Linked DNA regions of Mus musculus: region 1 is linked to region 2. A link is a contact called in public HiChIP or PLAC-seq data. All regions are on one chromosome and are shown on one strand. The core of a region is the stretch at or near the end of the contact, and the rest is flanking DNA. Distances in the headings are between cores, read along the strand shown. Region 1 has its middle 79 kb from the start of AA414768. Region 2 overlaps Med14 (mediator complex subunit 14).

The links. HiChIP or PLAC-seq counts read pairs in DNA pulled down with a chosen protein or histone mark.
Region 1: a contact with region 2 is called in an H3K27ac HiChIP or PLAC-seq map of bone marrow-derived dendritic cells, with 2.6 times the contacts expected there. The contact joins two enhancer-like sites. A contact is called at or near these places in 10 of 484 Hi-C or Micro-C datasets (the G1E-ER4 cell line, LSK cells, differentiating embryonic stem cells and 4 more), 8 of 115 datasets of contacts at active chromatin or transcription factors (bone marrow-derived dendritic cells, embryonic stem cells, microglia and 1 more) and 4 of 9 other capture datasets (adipose tissue, embryonic stem cells, liver and 1 more).

The regions. Positions count from the first base shown.
Region 1 is chrX:12,856,856-12,859,610 of GRCm38.p6, forward strand. No RefSeq gene overlaps it. Among named protein-coding and RNA genes, the nearest start is that of AA414768, 79 kb to the right of the region's middle. Within about 2 kb of position 1,271, at least 178 of the 459 cell types and tissues checked have an H3K27ac peak or open chromatin away from gene starts, as enhancers often do. A contact at or near this core is called in bone marrow-derived dendritic cells, where this site is marked.
Region 2 is chrX:12,712,581-12,715,530 of GRCm38.p6, forward strand. Med14 (mediator complex subunit 14) reads right to left here. Exons shown (of 31, transcript NM_001048208.1): 16 at 1,003-1,079. Among named protein-coding and RNA genes, the nearest start is that of Gm52422, 17 kb to the left of the region's middle. Within about 2 kb of position 1,466, at least 8 of the 459 cell types and tissues checked have an H3K27ac peak or open chromatin away from gene starts, as enhancers often do. A contact at or near this core is called in bone marrow-derived dendritic cells, where this site is marked.

The sequences.
Region 1 (2,755 bases), core at 21-2,520, 140 kb after region 2:
GGTTGTGATGGAGCCAGTGGGGGCCTTACAGTGGCTACTGCCATGCTCCCTGACTAGTTAGTCTATGTCCAGACCTATGAGCTAAATAAACCTTTTACAAACAACCAGCCTTAGGTATCTTGTTCTAGTAATCCAAAGTAGACTAATACATTTAAGATTGATAAAATAAATATATGTGTAACAAAACAATAAAAGTCCACATGGAAGTTATAATACTATTCAAAACTTATGGTTGTCTTGAGGGTACACAGAGGCTGCCTCTGACTATCTAAGCCATTCTCTATCTTGTATTTTATCATTATATTTTGTGAGTTTATATATATGTGATGTATGTGTCTGTGTATATCTGTCCATATGTGTGAGTGTACTCACACAGATACTACACTGCATGTACGGAGGTCCAAGAACAATCTTGGGTATCAATCCATATCTTCCACATTATGTGAGACAAAGTCTGCTGTTTGCCCCAGGCTATACCAGGCTAGCTGGCCTGAGATCTCCTGGGGATTCTCTGGTCTCTGCTTCCCATCTTGCTGTGGAGCTCTTGGATTAGACAGGGGTTACTGTGCCTGGCTGGGAGGGGGTCTGAACTCAAGTCTCTGTGCTCCGCAGTGCAGCCCTATTTCCCTTTCTTGTGTTTTTGTTATTGTTTGTTTGTTTGCTTTTTGATACAGAGCCTCTCCATGGAGTCCTGGCTGTCCTGGCCTCCTAAGTGCTGGTACCAAAGGTGTGCACCACCAAGCCTAGCACCCCCAGACCTGCTTTCTATCTTAAGCCAGATGTTTGCTGTATTGTTTTGTATCCCATGTGTGTGTATGTATGAGAGAAAGAGACAGAGACAGACAGAGACAGACAGACAGACCCAGTGATTGTATCCTGTGTGTGTATGTGTGTGTGTGTGTGTGTGTGCGCGCGCGCGCGCGCGAGAGAGAGAGAGAGAGAGAGAGAGAGAGAGAGAGAGAGAGAGAGAGAGAGAGAGATCCGGTGAAGGCTTGTTTCAAAATAAGAAAAAGGTTAGGTTTCAGTGGGCTGGAGTAAAACATTAAACCAGCAACCTGTACATTGAACAGTACCTCAGCTACTACCACTCCAGTTGCCAGTGTCCCACGGGCAGGGACTTTCCTCCTGATGGCGGCTAATATGATCAATGTTCCTGCTCTGCCCCCTGTCTCACTACTGGGCCACCCCGGCACTTTTCCCTTCCTCTTTCTATTAGTGCTGGGAAGTCCCCACCTCTGCTCAAAGCCTCCCGGGTGCCTCCCACTTTCTTTCTTCTCCTGCATGCAGAGGCAAGGAGGGAAGGGAGGGGGGAAGACTGCGTTGCTCCAAGATGGCACCTCAGCTAGAGATTGCCAGGAACCGACTCTTTACTGTCATCCCGTAGCAAACGCTCATTTCCTAAGGGTGACATGCGCTCAAGTGGCCTGCTTGAGAACAGAAGTCAGTGAGAGAACTGAAGAAAATCTGTTCTGAAACTAAGACAGATTTCCTAACAAACCTTTGGAAAGACACCCCGTGGTCCCTTTCAGTTCCCTATGAACGCCACACGGGAACCGGGTGGGAGTGCAAGCTAAACGCAAGGAATTCAAAGAGCCAAGGTTGCTGATGGCTGATGTCAGAGCAGGTACTTTAGAACTCCAGAATTTTCTGGGCGGAGAGCAGGGTGGGGGTGGGGTGGGGAGCTGTGTGACATTGCTCCCTAAGCTCTTTTCAGCCTTTTTTCTCCCAGCAGCCCATTTTAAATGAACAATAGAATTGCAAACCCTTCATTCACCACATGACGTGATCTCTGATTGCTTGAACAACACTGCTCTGTGCAATCATTTCCTACCCAGTAAGAATCATTTCTCTTCGCCTTAGTGATAATATCCTGTTGAAATATAATGCCTGCCAGTTCCAGACAGTGACTACATAATGTCTGGAGTCTTTTTTTTTTATTCCTTCTTCTATATTTAACCTTTGAATACAAGTGATAAGAGAAGTTCCCAGATGAAGAGAATCTTTGAGTCTATGCTGAAATCTGTAATTACTTAACATCCTCTGATAAAACAGTGAGTCGGTAAGTGTATAGTACATAGATGACCCTTGTTCTCTGCCTTCAGATACCAGCTGTGTGAGGAGAATGGATGCGGGTTTTCCCACAAAGCTGGTACAATGCATAACAACTGTCTTTGAACAAGCACATGTACACACTGTGTAATTTTAAAAAAAACAACCAAATACCTGGCAATTACTTATATTTATTTAATATGTGTTTGGGTGTTTTGCCTGCATGTATGCCCATGCACATGTGTGGCTGGTGCCTGTGGAGGACAGAAGAGGGCATTGGATCTCCTGGAACTAGAATTAAGCTGCCATGTAGGTGCTGGGCATTGAACCAGGTCAACTGTGATGTGTTAATAAAAAGATAAAGAGAGAAGAGATTATGTTCTTTGGATGTGTGGTGAGGTGTGGGGGAAGGGAATGTCTCAGCAGGCCCATGCTGAGGCATGCCTTCCCTTTGAGGGACCAGCCACAGAACAGTATAGAATAGAATAGAATAGAGTTTATTCAGGGCATGGGGAGGGGAGTTAAGAAGGTAGTAGAGGCAGAGAAAGGTAGAGAGAGGAGAGGAGAGGAGGAGAGGCAGGCCATGAGCACATGGTGGTGGTGGGGGTGGGGAAGGGTCGAGGAGACAGAGCAGGAGCAAGAAGGAAAGAGACCAAGAGAACAAGAGAGGGAGGAGGGGGCAAGCAGCCCTTTTAATAGTGGACCA
Region 2 (2,950 bases), core at 216-2,715:
CTTGCTGCCTCCGTCCCCTGTACCTCTGAAATCTATCTAATCACCAACCCTTGACTGGTTCATCTCCTAAGTCCTTACAGGAACATACCCTAGTCCAAACTAACGGCAATTTTACCATGAACCACTTCAACTGGTGTTGCTACTTCAATCTCACTCTCCTTTATTCTGCATATTGCCATAAGGTTCAATTTCCAGAAAAACTTTTCTAATGATGTCAGTTTGTACTTAAAATCATATTGGCTTCTTTTTGGGGTTGTTTTTGTGTCTTAAAATGGGCACTTCACTGTAATGTTAAAACTGGTCTAAATCCTCTGTCATCAGCCTCTTGAATAATTGTGAAGATATTGTGAGGAATGTGCTAGAATAGAGTGTCCAGCTTCAGATGGTTTCCTAGTACCAGTAGGATAAGGTCTACATTGCTTAATGACAAAAAAAAAAAAAAAAGACTCTACGGGCTCTAGGCATTCCTGCTTACACCTTTGTGCTCATCTCTATCACCTGCCTTTATCTGTTGCTCAACATTCAGATCCATCATGCTGAGCATTTTCTTACCTCCAACCCTTCATATTAGCAGTTACCTCTTCTGGTTAGGACCTCTACTCTAACCCCATCTCCCTTTCGTCTGGCTAATTCTCATCACTCTTTCAGTCTGCATATACAACTGGCACTTTCCTGGGAATTCCCACCTTGACTTTGAAGTAGCCTATATTTCCCTGCTATGCAAACCCAAGGCATCCTGGAGGGCTTTACAAAAATCAAACCTGAAACATTTACACTGACTAGATTATCTGGTTAACAAATGATGCCCTAAAATGCCAGATGGTGCTGGATTGCCACCAAATGAACAAAAAAGAACCTCCCCTGGACCTCCGTAATTCTACACAAAAATCTACGACATACACAGACTGTGAGCACTGCTTTACGCTGTTCCATAGGAGAGAAACTGTTCTCCACTGTGACTGCAACAAGTAGCGCCAAGTTAGACACAGAACACAAGCTTACTTTAATAAGCGAATTGCATGGTTGAAGCCATCACCTTCCACTTGCACTCCCTGATGTGGTATCTCGAGGTTAGACAACTGAAAAGAGAAAAAGCACAGGGGTATTAAACTGCTAAATTCACAAAAGAAATCAGCTTTTCTCTGCCTGTTATCTATCTTGATCCCATCTTTTCTAAGGGCAATCTTTGTCAAAGTGACAGTGTATCAGCATGAGCAGTCTTCCTGTTCTCAGATGCCCTTGGAAACTAGAGTAAAGCAAGTACAAGTCACAGGTGCTTCGGCGTTTCGCTTCAAAGAGAATATCCGCAATACGGAAATCTTCAAAATTCACAGTATGCTCCCATTTTTTGCTACAAGCTGTAAGTACTCCAGAATCAGTTCAAGTGGTTTCAAATGAAGGAACTAAAAACGAGAACTGATTATATTTGTGATTCTACTGTTTCGTCAAAATGAAACTGAAGTCAGGCAAAAGTAGGGACAGGCTGAAACTCATCTGGCAGAGTCCATCTTAGGAAGGCAGGCCAGAAGGTCCTCTGATGGAGGAAAGAAAGCCTTGCCCTCAGTAAACAATGACATGGCTTCTATGACTGGATTCTTACATACCCTGTCCCACAAATTATTTAAATATTTATCTAGCCTGACTTTGAGAGTCAGAAGAAGAAAGTTTAGAAAGCTAGCTGATGACCAAATAGACAATACAAGTTTACACTCAAAAGGAACTAAAGTCTAGAACAGCTCAAAAAATGACTTGCAACTTGCAATCAATAAAGAGAAAAACACTGCCAGTAAGATTACATGTAGTTATTCACAGCTCAGAATTCATTATTATAAGAAGAAAATGAGCTGGTATTTTAATATTATCCATCAATTTAAAGAGGAGATTGTAGTTAAGTTTTTAAGAGCTTGAATGAATTCAAGAAAGTATTGTATGAAGATCCGTGTGTGTATAGCATGTATGGATCACAGAGGAGAAAGACAAAAACATCTGAGTAGAGTATAAGAACCATGTGCACCTACAAAAACCATACGTGTCTTTCCATTTTCCCCAACGCACAGGGAGGTAGACAGGAATGCATTGCATGCCCCAAAATCATGTGCCTACTCTTCCCATCACCCAAACAGTAACTCAGGGACTTCTATAAGTAATTGAAATAACATCCAAGAGAGAAACAATGCGGATCAGGCCCCCTCACACAGAAATACATGTAAGGCAAAACACCAATACACTTAAAAAGTACTAATAATAATGAAGAAAAATGGGGCCGGAGAAATGGCTCAGCAGTTAAGAGCACTGACTACTCTTCCAGATTCCAGAGGTCCTGAGTTCAAATCCCAGCAACCACATGGTGGCTCACAACCATCTGTAATGGGATCTGATGCCCTCTCCTGGTGTGTATGAAGACAGCTACAGTGTACTCATATAAATCTTTTAAAAAATAATAAGGAAAAGTTGAAGGTTTCAGCAAGCATGATGGCATATGACTTGTAATCTTAGGATAGGAAAGGAGAAACAAAAACAAAAGGAATTTAAGTTTATCCTTAGCTACATAGCAAATTCAAGGCCAGCTAGGCTACATAAGCCCCTTTTTCAAAAAGCAAAATCCAAAAAACCAGTTGTTATTTCACTTTACATTCATATTTTAGAGATCATGGTAGATATAACAACACAATCTTTTTAATGACTTATTTTATATGCATTGTTATTTTGTCTGCATGCATGTCTATATGAGGAGGTCAGATCCCCTGGAGCTGAGTTACAACAGTGTTGAACTGTCATGTGGGTGCTGAACCTGGGTTCTCTGAAAGAACAACCAATGCTCTAGTAGGGAGCCATCTCTCCAACCCTACAACGCCATATTCTGTTGTTTGTTTTCGAGACAGGGTTTCTCTGTAGCTCTGGCTGTCCTGGAACTCACTTTGTAGACCAGGCTGGCCTCGAACTCAGAAAT